2 separate regions of the Sus scrofa genome follow, and region 2 is linked to region 1. A link is a contact called in public HiChIP or PLAC-seq data. All regions are on one chromosome and are shown on one strand. The core of a region is the stretch at or near the end of the contact, and the rest is flanking DNA. Distances in the headings are between cores, read along the strand shown. Region 1 overlaps MKLN1 (muskelin). Region 2 has its middle 78 kb from the start of MIR29B-1.

Region 1 (6,947 bases), core at 1,350-3,849:
CCGCCATGGTGCAGTGGGTTAAGAATCTGACTGCAGTGGCTTGGCTTGCTGTAGATGCACAGGTTCAATCCCCAGCTGGGCACAGTGGGTTAAAAAGGATCAGCATTGCCACAGCTATAGCTCAGTTGCCTGGCCCAGGAACTTCCATACATTGGAAGCCATTAAAAAAAAATTTTTTTTAAGCCAAAACAAATAAATAAATAGTAATATGAAGAAGGTAGCATAAACAGCTGATTCAAAATGAAGTTTAAATTCTGCTTTGTGACAGGGTTAGAACATATGTCCCCTATGATGCCTGCCTTGGTGATATATAAAAATGTATAATTTTCAGAAGCTATGAGACCCTTGAAAATGAGAACATCTAAAAATTAGGTATGGGAGAAATAGAAATCAATGCAAATTTAAATTTCTATATTTTCTGAATATTTTTTCAAGTCTAAATTCAGTGTTACTTCAGAACATAATAATGTATTATGTATAAATTGGTTTATTTACCAAACCACTACATATTTGAAATATAATTTATTCAAATAATATATGTTTATGAATTGACAGTGTTTTTTTCTTTTATAAACAAATTTACTGATGGAGTTACAAGCTGATATCAAATATAATTTAGCTTTTTCAATTGAGAAGAAACCAGTCAAAAGTTAGGAAAGGAAAAGAAGAAACCATAAGCACCACAGAATGTTATATTTCTTTTTCTAGACCACTGCTTTTCATCTTTTTTTGTTTGGTTGTTTTTTTGTCTTTTTAGGGCCGCACCCAAGGCATATGGAGGTTCCCAGGCTAGGGGTTGAATGAGAACTGTAGCCTACACCACAGCCACAGCAAAGCAAGATCCGAGCTGCATCTGCAAACTACACCACAACTCACGGCAACACTGGACCCTTAACCCACCGAACTAGGCCAGGGATGGAACCAGCATCTTCATGGATATTAGTCGGATTCATTTCCCCTAAGCAACAACGGGAACTCCCGGAGTTTATTTTCAGAGAATAATCTAAGGGTTACAGAGAGAGGGAGAATAAAGTAAACAAAATTCATTTGCAGCTTTCTAAAAACAGAAGTATAGTTGACTTACAATTTTAGTTTTAGGTGTACTGAATTGTGATTCAGTATCATTACAGATTGTGCTCCTTTAAAAGCTATTACAAGATGATAGCTATTGACTGTAAATTTTTTCCAAGCATCTACATTTTTGTTTAGTGAGTGAATGCCCCCCCCACCCCCAGTTTGTCAGTTCCCTGCTTTCTGAGCTTCCACATCTCCAGGGGCCTTCCATCTGGATGCCTTTTCCTGACTCAGAACTTGCTGAGGCTCTCAAGGCCCACCCCAGAGAAGTCTCATAAACTCCCTACCCCAACTTATGCTCTGGGAAGAATGTCCTTTCTCATGGTGTACCCGAGGAATGGGAGAGAGAGAAGAGGATGCCAAGTTGTGTTTTACATTTTAAATCCATAGATCTTTTCTTCAACAAGTGGCAGGCCATTTTTAATTCCTGCTCCTCAGTACTGAAGAATTTAACATCGCTTGGTGATCCAAGGAACTTTTGCTCTTTGCCCGAAGTACCTCTTACTCCCAAAGCAATATCCCCTCCTCCAAGAAATGCTGTCATGTCAGGCTGCACTGCCCTTGAACCAGACAACTTTCTCTGCTTGTCTTTATCTGTCTAAATAAAGCTAACCTACATTTGCTGTCTAATTCATTCAGATGCTTGCTGATGCTATTTAAAGCATCCCTCAAGGCTCCGTGGAAAACAAGATGCATTATCTCCAGTAGGAAACCTTTAGGTTTGTTGGTCATTTAAGGAATTCAAGAATCGAAAGAATCCATTCAGTCTTCAGTCGTTCAGATGTAGAGGACAAAGGAGCTTTTCCAGTTTTTTATTCCAGGAAGTCTTCTTTGATTATACACTGCTGGGATCAGTTGATAGCAAGAGAAGAAGCTAGAAAGTTAATCTCTGCCTCTTCTGTGTGTGTGTGTGCACACACGTGTGCGCACACGTGCGCACGCATGCATGTGCATGGTGTGTGTGTCTGTGTGACACGCTACTTGTCTCTAGGCTTCATGAAATATGCCCAACAGAATGTATTTTTCATTCTGGACTCTGGTAAATTTTTAGTCCTTTGTGAGTTTACTTTCCCCTCTCAGGGAACAAATGTGAAAGATCAAAAGGTGATGTCAGCTTAGTAAACAGACTTTTGAGTTTCAACTTGTCTCCACCTCTCCCTCTATAGCCTCCAAGCAATATTTCATTAGAGAATCCTGGTACTCATACATTCCAGAAAAAACAGGAGATTCTAAACAGGGAAAGAAACAACATATCGGGGTTGTAAATAGGACTCCACTGTGCATTTCTGTAGGACTGAGAGTTCAGAGAGGTTTCAAATCTGTTGCTTGTTTTTTCACATGTGTTATTTCTGTCAGTCTGTCAGCCTGCTTGGTGGGAGGGAGAGCTGGTACAATGGGATGGTTTTAACCACCAGTGCTCGGCTTAAGCCCATGCTTTTATCAGCATCCACTTGTTCAGCCACGATTCTGTGACGTCCATTGCAGTGAGTGAGTCAGAAGCCACAAGCTAACAGGTCTATTCCTTCCCGCCGTCACCTAGGAAACCAGTGCATCATCCACAGGAAATGCAGGCCCCAACGGGGAGTGTGCCCAGATCGGGTTATAAAGCTGGCAATGAGTTTTTCAAAAGAGGTCAAATAATAATAAGTAGACTCTTGGTCTAGGGTAGGAAGTGGATCGAGCCTCTTAGGCATAGATCGAGGACTGTCAGGCAGAAATACCAGGAAGAATTAGTCAGCTAAAATTATAAAAGATGTGTATTTTATAAGAAATTGGCCAAGGGTAAGGAGTATGGAGATATGGTTTGATTCCCCCAGAGAGCAAATGCATTTATTTGCCCATTCCTGAAAGAGATTTATTTTTTTCTGTTTTTGTGTGTGTGCGTGTGTGTGTGCCTTTTTTTTTTTTTTTTGGTACGTTTAGACAGTGTCTGAAGTGAGATGAGGAAATTGATAAGACATCAAACCAGGCTTTCTGCTGAGTGAAATGTATACCCCCTTTTTCATGGTCTCTCTCCCTTGGGTTAAAGTAGTGATGGAGAATTCCTTCAGAGAAAACCATACCCTGCTTCACCTCAGGCTCTCACCGATTTTTTTCCTGCCTATTCCTTATTTTCTCCCTCCTTGACCACTATGGTTCAGCAGTCCAGTGCCTTAGTATATATATACAATCTACCACAAACCATCCACCTCTCTGTGAATATAAGCTTAAAATAGCTGAGAAAAATTACCTGTGGAGTTTCATGTTGTCTGACAAGCTTAATGTTTCTAGGCAGATAACTGATACTGCTATGGATGAAAGAGTCTATGTAAAAGTACAATGTGAGCTCTCCCAGAACTTCCTGTTTTAGACTCAAAGAATATTAGAGCAGGAGAGAAAAACAACTCAGAAATCATCTGGTCCAACCTTCTCATTTTTCACATGAGAAATGAGTCCCAGAGAGGTGATTTGTCTAAGGTCATCTAACAAATTAGTACGTATGTTGGGGGCCAGAAGAGGAGAGAAAAGAGGTAGGAATTTTGACCACAAGAACAAAATGAGTCATTAGGTGGTATGGCCATCTAAGAGCCTGTTATAATATTAATCTGCATTAATTGAAGTATGGAGTCCTAAGAGAGCTAATTGGTACCCTCAACGGCAGGTCAGTTTGCCAAGAATATGACATTTTGTCCTGAGTATCCACTGAATGGGGACCAATGATAGACCCAAATGTGTCCAGAGGAGGGTAAAGATGGTGATAAGAGCTTTAGTAACTACAGCCTAAAGAGGACAACTTAAAACATTAGACCATTTCAGAGTTCCCTGGGGGCTCAGCTGGTTAAGGATCCGTCATTGTCACTGCTGCTGTGGTTCAGAGTTCAATCCTTGGCCCAGGAACTTCCACATGTCCCAGGCACAGCCAAAAACAAATAAAATAACAACAAAAAATTAGACTGTCTAGCTTGGAAACCAGAGAGTTTGTCACAGGGAGCATGGGAAGAGGTATTATCAAATAATTCAAAGAACAGGACTTGTCTTGAAGAGGACTTATTTCGTGTGTCTGAAAAGGACAATCCCAAATTCGTACCAGTTAGAAGGTGATAGATTTTAATTCTATATAAGTAATTTTCCAATAATTCAAGCTCATCAAAATATATTAAACTGATGGATGGGATAGTGAATTAATTATCTCCAGAGGTGTTCAAATACGCATTCATCCAAATACATTTATTGAGTGCCTGTCATATGCCAGTCACTGGACTAGAAGGACTTTGAGGTTGTCATCTGTGTTAAGGAAATAATAACTGCTGTATTAATCTCTATGTCAAACCTACAACTGTCTTAAGGCTCAGACATGACAAGAAATTTATTTCTCACTCATATAACATCTGAAATGAGTGCTCCTGAGGTGGGAGGCTCTTTTCCAAGTGGTGGGCCAAGGAACCAGGCCGTTCCATCTCATAATCCTGCCGTCTTCGACATGCTGCTTATGAGGCTGCTTTAGGCATTGCTATTCTGCTGACGGGGAAAGAACATGGAAGATTGCATGGGGAGGTTTTTAAGGGCTGGACTAGAAGGTACACTCAGCTCTGCTCACATCCTTTCTATAAAGTAGTTCAGTTACATGGCCACACCCAGGTGCAAGGAAGGCTTATGTCCTGTGCCCAAGAAAAAGAGGAAATGGATTTGGTGACTGACTAGCAAATTTTCTCCCATCCTGTCCAACTCTGAGCCTCTATAATTACAGTGACAGAATTGAGAGAGGAATTTAAGAATTCTTCTTGTTTAATTCTGTTTTTCTTTTTAGTCATGCCTGTACCATATGAGTTCCTGGGCCAGGAATCGAACCCATGCTACAGCAGCAACCCAAGCCACTACAGTGACCATGCTGGATCCTTAACCTACTGTACCACAGTAGGAACTCCAAATTTTTCTTGTTTAATGATAATATCACGTTTCATGTTTACATTAAATGCCTTCCTACTGAAGGGCTTCTGTTAAAAATATATTGTTAGGTTAAAAGAAGCAAGGTAGAGAACAATGTATATAGTATGCTAATTTGGAGAATGAAAAGAGGGATGACAATGACAATATTTATTTATATTTGCTTGCATGTATGTGCAGAAACACTGGAAAGATGCATAAGAAACCATAAGGACCAGGGTGTGGGCAGAGGGAGGATGGAGACATCGCTGGGAGTGAGGGTCTCTGTGTTCGCTTTTAAATATTGTTTAATTAATTAATTATAAAACAATATAATTTTTAAAACATCCTTCTGTTGGAGAAGGGTTGTTCTCTGACTGATCGCTTTTTTTGTTTTCAAGCAAAGAAACTAAGAAAAGGACTATTTGGAAAGGTGAGCAGGATATAACTTATGAACCTGAAGTAGCAACAGTGATGACTATGGTGTCTCTCCTGTTGTAATGGGCTTATACTGGATCAGTGAACTTTTGCAAAAGAAAATAAAAGAATAGTAGCACAACACCTTAGTTTTATGGATTTACCTAAAAGTCTCAGAAATATCTTTATTTTTTATTTTTTAACTTTTTTTGTCTTTTTGCCATTTTCTTGGGCCGCTCTCATGGCACATGGAGGTTCCCAGGCTAGGGGTCGAATCAGAGCTGTAGCCGCCAGCCTACGCCAGAGCCACAGCAACGTGGGATCTGAGCCGCGTCTGCGACCTACACCACAGCTCACAGCAACACCGAATTGTTAACCCACTGAGCAAGGGCAGGGATCGAACCCGCAACCTCATGGTTCCTAGTCGGATTTGTTAACCACTGCGCCACGACAGGAACTCCATCTTTGTTTATTTTTATAACATTCCTAATAACTATGACACAAAAGAGATAAAATAATTACTTATTTCGTAAGATACTATCAGGGTCCAGAATAGGGATTTATTTGTCTACAAATTCATGTTAGACTTGCAGGCCAATCCTCTTGATTTCTTGTTAGCATCAACATTGGAAGTATGTGATAAAAATCCTTTATGTTTTACAGCATTTTCACAAATATTTTCTTATTTAGTTTTCCCATCAACCATGTGAATTAACGTGTAAATGGCATTACCTTTATTTCATTTATGTATTTATTTATTTATTTTTTGTCTCTTTAGGGCCACACCTACTGCATATGGAGGTTCCCAGGCTGGGGGTCTAATCGGAGCTGTAGCTACAGGCCTACACTATAGCAACACAGGATCTGAGCTGTATTTGCAACATACACCACAGCTCATGGCAATGCCAGATCCTTAACCCACTGCGTGAGGCCAGGGATCGAACCTGCAACCTCATGGTTCGCAGTCAGATTCGTTTCTGCTGCACCACAATGGGAACTCCTGGTGTTATCTTTAGAGAGGAAAAACAATGGTGATGACTATTATAAAGTTAAAAGGCTAACAAAAATTCGTTGGTGGGAACTATCCTTAATATATAAAGAATGATTACAAATCACTAATTAAAAGGAAGTATTCCAATAGAAAAACTGACGGAGTTCCTATTGTGGCTCAGCAGTAACCACCCTGATGAATATCCATGAGGATGTGGATACAATCCCTGGCCTCATTCAGTGGGTTAAGGATCTGGCATTGCCACAAGCTGCAACGTAGATCATAGATACAGCTTGGATCTGGCATTGCTATGGCTGTGGTGTGGGCTGGCAGGTGCAGCTCCCATTTGACCCCTAGCCTGGGAACATCCATATGCTGCAGATATGGCCCTAAAAAGGGGAAAAAGAAAAAGTGGCAAAAGACATGCATTAAAAAGCATAGAGAGATCTTGATAATAAATATTTTTTCTCCTCAAACTGAATAGAGATGAAAGAAAAATAGCATTTAGTACTGACAAAGGTACATGGAATCAAGAACACAGACATTTTCATGGAAGTGATTT
Region 2 (6,947 bases), core at 1,622-4,121, 230 kb before region 1:
GAACAACGACCATCAAGAAAAGGTGCTCTGGAATTAAAAATGTGGCCCCAGACCCCAAGGGTCAGTGAATACCACGTGTGTGCGCCTGGGTACTCTGACCTCAAAGCTACGACTCTGATGACGTCATCCTGTGGCACAGACAATCCCTTACCTAAGATGTGGTATATTTATAGCACAGTCAGAAATTCAAAACAGCACACATAGAACATGCTCATGGGAGGGAGACAGAGACATGAAGCCCCATTGTTCAAGAAAATCTGAGCCTGTTTTTAACTCCTCTACTAGCTTACAGGATGATCTGTAAGCTTCTCTCCATTCCTTGTCTGTCCTTTCCTACAGGACAGGAGAAAACAAAGGTCGTGTGTGTAGAGTGACACAATGAAGACTCCTGGAAAGTATTAATAAGAGCTGGCTTGGTGGGAAGACTTCAAGACACTAAGACATGTTAATGAAGTACATGTGAAATCTTCCCCGGAGAACTTCACCTACAAGATAAACGCCCCTCCCATCTGAGTGATTTGCATACTGTCCTCCCCGTAACTAGAAAGAGGAATGGGATCATTGGTTCAAAACCCCACTACTCTGAAAGCCTTCTTTTTATAACCAAAAAATTCCATAATGCCCTATTTATTATTCTGAAATAAAATTCATTGATAAATATTAACTCGTATACATTTTATTTTATTTTATTTTACTTTACTTTTGTCTTTTTGCCTTTTCTAGAGCCGAACCCGCGGCATATGGAGGTTCCCAGGCCAGGGGTCGAATCAGAGCTGTAGCTGCTGGTCTATGCCAGAGCCACAGCAATGCGGGATCCGAGCCGCGTCTGTAACCTACACCACAGCTCATGGCAATGTCAGATCCTTAACCCACTGAGCAAGGCCAGGGATCAAACCCACAACCTCATGGTTTTTAGTCGGATTCATTAACCACTGAGCCACAGTGGGAACTCCCATATTGTTTTTAAAACATCAATATAATACTCTATGTGTAATGTAAAGGAGAACCTAAAAAGAAAAACAATTTTTAATAATATTTCAATATGTAAACAATTTTCAGGTCCAATTAACTGTGTAATGAAATAGATGCATATTGTTTACTTATATAAAGAATAAACTTGAATTAAGAGAAGTCAAATCAGAAGAGTCCCATATTAAAAGCACAGGAAAACAAAAGAAAGGAATAGGCGGACAACAGAAATGAAAGTGAATATATTCTGTGTATATTAAAAGTATGAAAACATTTGTGTTTTTATATAAAACGGGCTTAAGCCTAGGCTCAGATAATTATAAACTAATTTTTCACTGCGTGAATATCCAACAGGATAGCTGAAACTCATGTGGGAGACGGGTCAACACTTTCTGTCTTTTCCACTGTGAGACATTTAAAATCTGATTCCCATCCATCCAATGCCCTACCACTGCAGGATCCAACAGGGTCCCAGATTTCTACTATGCCCTCTAGGGGGCGGCACTGCTCCCATGAAAACCCCTGGTTGATGACCTATGGGCGTTTCCTTCTAGCCTTCAGTCTATCACAGAGAAGCAAATCCTGAAGACAAATTCAGCAACATCCCTGAGAAAAATACTGATTCAACATGGCAAATGACTATAAAAAATGAATTGAGACGTACGTCATTAACTATAGCCATATTCAACATTATTTCCACTTTCTGAATTCAAGAGGATTGGTTACTCCATATAGACATGGAGTGAAAAGCTATAGTTCTGTGTCATTTATTTAGATAGCACAAAGTGATTCTGAGTTTAGAATTTTTCTTCTCAACTAGTTAATTAATGATGAAAAGGGAATTTTTCACAGAGCTCTACAACTCTCATTTCCTCAAAACAAGAATTAATGCATTCTTTCATATGTGGTCATTACAGGAAGGGGGGGGGAGCCATTTACTGTAAATGCCTTTCTGATGCAATTCTACCACCTCTTTCAAAGAGGGAATTCATCCAAGAAGCCTTAGTCACTTCTTCAAGAAAAATGCCACTGCACTGAACATACACAGGCGGAATCCCCTGCCCGAGGAGAGGAGCAGAGCTGGTCTCACCAGGAGAAAACAGGGAGGAGTGGCAGGGGGAGAGATCGCACAGCTTCTTCCTCAGAACAGATGTCTCAAAATGTGGCCTTTATACAGGAAAAGTCTGACACATCTATAACATCACTGCTTTGTAAATCAGATGCAAACACCAATTTTCCCCACCCAACTTTTAAGGCCCTTCTTCCCCAAAAAAATATGAGACTTCTGTTCTGAACCAGGAACCTATGTATAATTAGTATCTGAGCAACTATAGTTATTTCATTTTAAAAACTTCACACACAGAAGGAAAAATGAAATCCTATACTTAAATATTTGAAAATGAAATTACATTTTGAAGCGGGTGAATTTCACAGTAAAGAGATGATGACATACAGTGTAATACTACAAAGCAATTCAGAGGAAAAAGAAACTTAAGACAAATAGTTCTGAGCTCTTTACAAACAGAGGACTAATTTTTCTAAAATCTGAAACCCACCCCAAGGGAAAAGAGGGAACTATTTCTCCAATTAATCCTTACCTGGATTTCCACTGATTCTTTTAACAGCCAGATGTACCCTCTTGCTTCTATGGAGGAGTCAATGTAAAGCCCAAAGCCCAGAAGTCACCCGATCAAGACCGTTTGCTGCTGGAGCCCAAAATCCCCTTGATGAATAAAACTGCACATCGTAATATACACGTTCTGAGCAAGCTATTGGTTAAATGAAGGCAATGCGTGTGGAAGTCTGATTTGCCACCTTCGGGGCATGCCTCTCATATCCCATCTCAGAAAGACGAAAGACACACCACATCTGAGTGAGTCAAAACTAGACAGGGTTCATTTCTTCTGCAGCATTCTCCCCAACACTACGGAAACCACAGGAAGGACCAACCACAGCGAGATAGGACTCCCTCAGCAGGCAAAGTCAATGAAGAATTATGTCGACACTGCAATTCACAAATAAATCTCAGGCCACTGCCAGAGTTTTCTGTGTTATGTGACTGCTTAAGAGTTATATATAAGGACAAGCATGGGACACATATCTTCAAGCCAAGAATTCTGAGCCATGGTTTAGGGGTGCAGAATTAACAAGGAGTGGTAACAATTCTCCAAAGAAGTTTTAATCTTTAGGCTACACTGATGATCTACCAAGAAAAATGGAGCAATGGTGTAACTGATCTTCTTGGAATGAGGGGTTTTCAACATGCAGTTCTTGGACCATGTGCACCAGGGTGACCTAAGGTTGACTCAAGAGTATCTGAAGTGGAGCCCGGGAATCTGCAGGTTATTCTTAAATCCTTTCAAGCTGGAGGACGGTGCTTCCTGCCAGCAGAATGAACAGCTGATTATAGCTGCTACCATCTTCCCTGCTCCTCATTCAGTTATCTTGTCCCGTACTCCCGCTGAAATCAGGAGCAGTAAGGACATGAAAGCCACCTCAGTCCAGAGGCTTTCATTCCAGGGGAAAGGAGAGCCTGCCTGGGTTCGCCTGGCCTCTCCTCCACACCCAGCTCTCCATCTCCACTGAGACACAAGCTCAGGCTACAGTCCTTGAGGCTGAATGTGAACATAACATCCAAAGATGCTCCCCCTGGAAAACAAAAAGACGCTGCTAAGAACAAGAGGAGGAAAATGAGGAGAGAGGAAACTCATGTTTACTGACGACTCACAATGTTGCAGGCACCACATCAAGAACTTTATAGACAATTTTCGTTGTCATAGAAGTCTCACCAAAAACCCCAAAACCAAAACAAAAATCCCTTCTTCAGAAGAGTATGAACATACAAACTTGGAGTCTCTGTAGAGAACGCACTGCTGGTAGGGCCCTGCCGGCAATGCATTCCTCCACGCAAGACTTCCCTCAGCCACATGTGCTCAGCTCCACCCCCATTATCCTCTAAACATAAAGGGGTTTTTAAAAGGAAACTAAGAAACACTGTCAGAAATGTACTTAAAATGATATCACCTTTCCATATTTCTAGTTCTTGGTTCCTTATTTATCCAACGTAAGATCGTGTAAACTTTCAGAAAGTTCAGAGTCCTTTTCCCCCCATCCATTCTACATTTAACTTGTCGATTCACTGCAGTCCAAAGTGCTGAGCAGGGAGGGGGGGAGCCCCATCGTTATAATATGTACAGAAAAATGTTATTTGAACATCACCAATGAGTATGAGAATTATGTTTACTTTAATAAAAGAGGTTTTACTTGTTTATCCAACATGCACAGACTTTCTAAGAAAACATTCTGGCGGAGGCAGCCCAACTTGGAGAGCAGCAGGTTGATGAACAAGCCCTTCCAAGTGCTCTCCCCTCTGTGTCTCAGGAGGACGCTGCTCTCTGACATCCTAACATAGTCACAGGAAGCTGACTTTCTATCTTTAACTTTTCATTGTTAGCCGACCCAGTGTGTTTGGTGTTCCAACTATTTTGCCTAATAGGTAAAATCTGCATCTGTTAGGGCAGCGGTTCTCTTATGCCCCCAAATGAAATCTTAGGTGAAAACCTAACACAGGCACAAGATGAAAGCAGAGCAGCCTCGCTGATGTGGTGGGCTAGAGGATACAAAGCCCTCCAGAATAGGGCCTGCTGACTCATCTCATCCCTCAGTGTGGCTATGAGGCAACACTGCCAAACCCTCAGGGCTCTATTTTATCTTTTCTTAGACCTTGATGGTTTTTTTAAATTTACACTTTATCACTTTATTTTATGCATGCCTTTGTGTCTCAAAGTTGAACATATACAAAAATTGTTAAAAGCCATGTCAGATCCTATTTCAAGCGCTACTTACTACATTAAATTTAGGAATTCTGTTACATATTTGACTCCTGTGGATCCTAACAGAAAAATTACAATCTCTATTTGTATCTTTAGCAACAATACTCTGAGCATATTTGCAAGTTCAAGATCATTTTATAAACATAAAATTGTGTCGATAATGTATCTTAAATGAAGGAGAACATCTTTGATGTACAAGACCCCTCACCATGATTTCACTTCTACCAGTAGCCTTTAGCTTACTACCTGTGGTACAGTAAGTTTCAGATGATATACTAAAACTCAAGCAAAAAATATTACCATGAGATTAAAAATGAGAAATGAATTTAAAGTGTTGTTAGGTAACCATTATCTTAAGAGGTATAATACCAGATTAGCAGAGAGAACAAAGCCTGAAATGACTTCCTGAGGACCCAATACTTCCAAAATTCTAATAGGAAAATGTAAGAGCCTTTTCCTTTTAAACATTTTCTAACTGCAATTTCCCAGGCTTTAAAAAGTTAATGTGTTTCTTCAGCCAAAGCCATCACATTTCAAGTGTACACGTGAGAAAGTGGCCAGAGTGAAGGGGTTGACCTGAGTCACGTGGGACCAAGAACTTGAATCAGGGAAAAGTCCCAACGTTCAGCATTCAACGGTCCCTCAGAATAAACACAGTGTTGAAAAGTAGTGAACTTTATGTATAAGAGAGTGTCCTAAACACATACACGGAAGTGATAAAAATGATCTGTTATTTCAAAACCCATGCTTAAACATATTCTTATTTTCAGAATACTCCAAATTTTCCTATGATTTCCATTTTAATTTATTATCAAAAGTAATTATGGAAGCCACTCTACTAGCATTACTCTAGTTGTACTTAGATGATTTTAAGATAGTCAATCTTTTTCCATGAACAGAAGCATGGTGAAGAGAAATAGTCCTCAAATACCTGGTTATGTTCCCAAAATGTACTTATGTTGATGGGTTAGAACTGGTGCCGCTTTTCCCTTAGGGATGATGATGCTCGTGAGACTCAGTACTCAGAGGTCATTGCACGAAAACTTATTTCACTCATAACGGATCTATGATACAATATTATATATCTGAAGCGAAAAGTATATTGTAACTGTGCTGTAATACTAATAATTACATAAGGAACAAAATAAACTAGGCATGATTTTTATTTTTCTATATGCACATGTGTAAGACAGTATAATGAGAGGAGGATAAACCAGAATAAAACACTTAAGAGATTTGAAAGTTGATGACGCTGGCTGTTATGCTTTATTTTACCTCCGAATATACTGTGTTCTTTTCTTTTAATAATAATTATAGCTACTCTTGACTTATCAGCTATGACCAGCACCACTGGGGGCTCTCCAAAATCAAACAAGGAGGGAAGAAAGAAAAAAATCTTCGAGAGAGAGAGGTTTACTTGAAATATGGGGGAAATATGAAAAAGAAATATGTATGGAATTAACACAGACTATGATCTGAAGTGCGGCGGGCAGGAGAAGAGAACATAAAAGATGTTGGATTAGACACAGCACCTGAGCCAGGACAGCTGGGCTGCTGTGTGGAACAAGGGTGGGGGGAACTGACCATAGGCAACGTGCAACTGGCCCTCTGTGTGAACCAAAATGTGTGCAAATCAAGTGTTTATGATCTGGGAAGGCCTTGTGTGGTAAACTTGGTCAGAATTTGGTTGTCAGGCTTTCAAAGCAGTAGTTATTTGGTCTGGCTGGTGGCTCAGTTGATGAGAACAGAGCCAGGGCTCAACAGGGGGAGTGGTGTATGTTTGGCTTCATGGTCACAGAGCATGAATGGCTCTAAGCAGTGAGCACCCAACAAATGGTGCTGGCCAAAGAAGGCACACACCAATGCCCACAGACTGCTCAGGATCCCATCAGCTTTCTAGAGCTCTATTCTACCAATAAAGTCACTTTTCTGCATGGCATTCTTAATGCCTTATATAACTGAGGAGGAGTGGGCCAAAAAGAAGTTAGGTATCAGAGTCTGAAAAATCTGATATTATTATCATATCTAAACTTAAACGATTACTGGATCCCATTTTATAGTGATGTGAACCCTATGCATTTTTAATACTATAATATGCTAAAGGTGAATCTGAAATACAGTAATACTTAAGGTCCTTTTATATGA

Evidence for each region. HiChIP or PLAC-seq counts read pairs in DNA pulled down with a chosen protein or histone mark.
Region 2: an H3K27ac HiChIP or PLAC-seq map of alveolar macrophages shows a contact between it and region 1. The contact joins two enhancer-like sites. A contact is called at or near these places in 1 of 47 Hi-C or Micro-C datasets (embryonic fibroblasts) and 1 of 2 datasets of contacts at active chromatin or transcription factors (alveolar macrophages).

The regions. Positions count from the first base shown.
Region 1 is chr18:17,731,598-17,738,544 of Sscrofa11.1, reverse strand. All of the region lies in intron 2 of MKLN1 (muskelin), which reads left to right. All of the region lies in intron 4 of LOC106506781 (a long non-coding RNA gene), which reads right to left. Among named protein-coding and RNA genes, the nearest start is that of MKLN1, 97 kb to the left of the region's middle. Within about 2 kb of position 2,599, at least 28 of the 83 cell types and tissues checked have an H3K27ac peak or open chromatin away from gene starts, as enhancers often do. A contact at or near this core is called in alveolar macrophages, where this site is marked.
Region 2 is chr18:17,958,100-17,965,046 of Sscrofa11.1, reverse strand. No RefSeq gene overlaps it. Among named protein-coding and RNA genes, the nearest start is that of MIR29B-1, 78 kb to the left of the region's middle. Within about 2 kb of position 2,871, at least 16 of the 83 cell types and tissues checked have an H3K27ac peak or open chromatin away from gene starts, as enhancers often do. A contact at or near this core is called in alveolar macrophages, where this site is marked.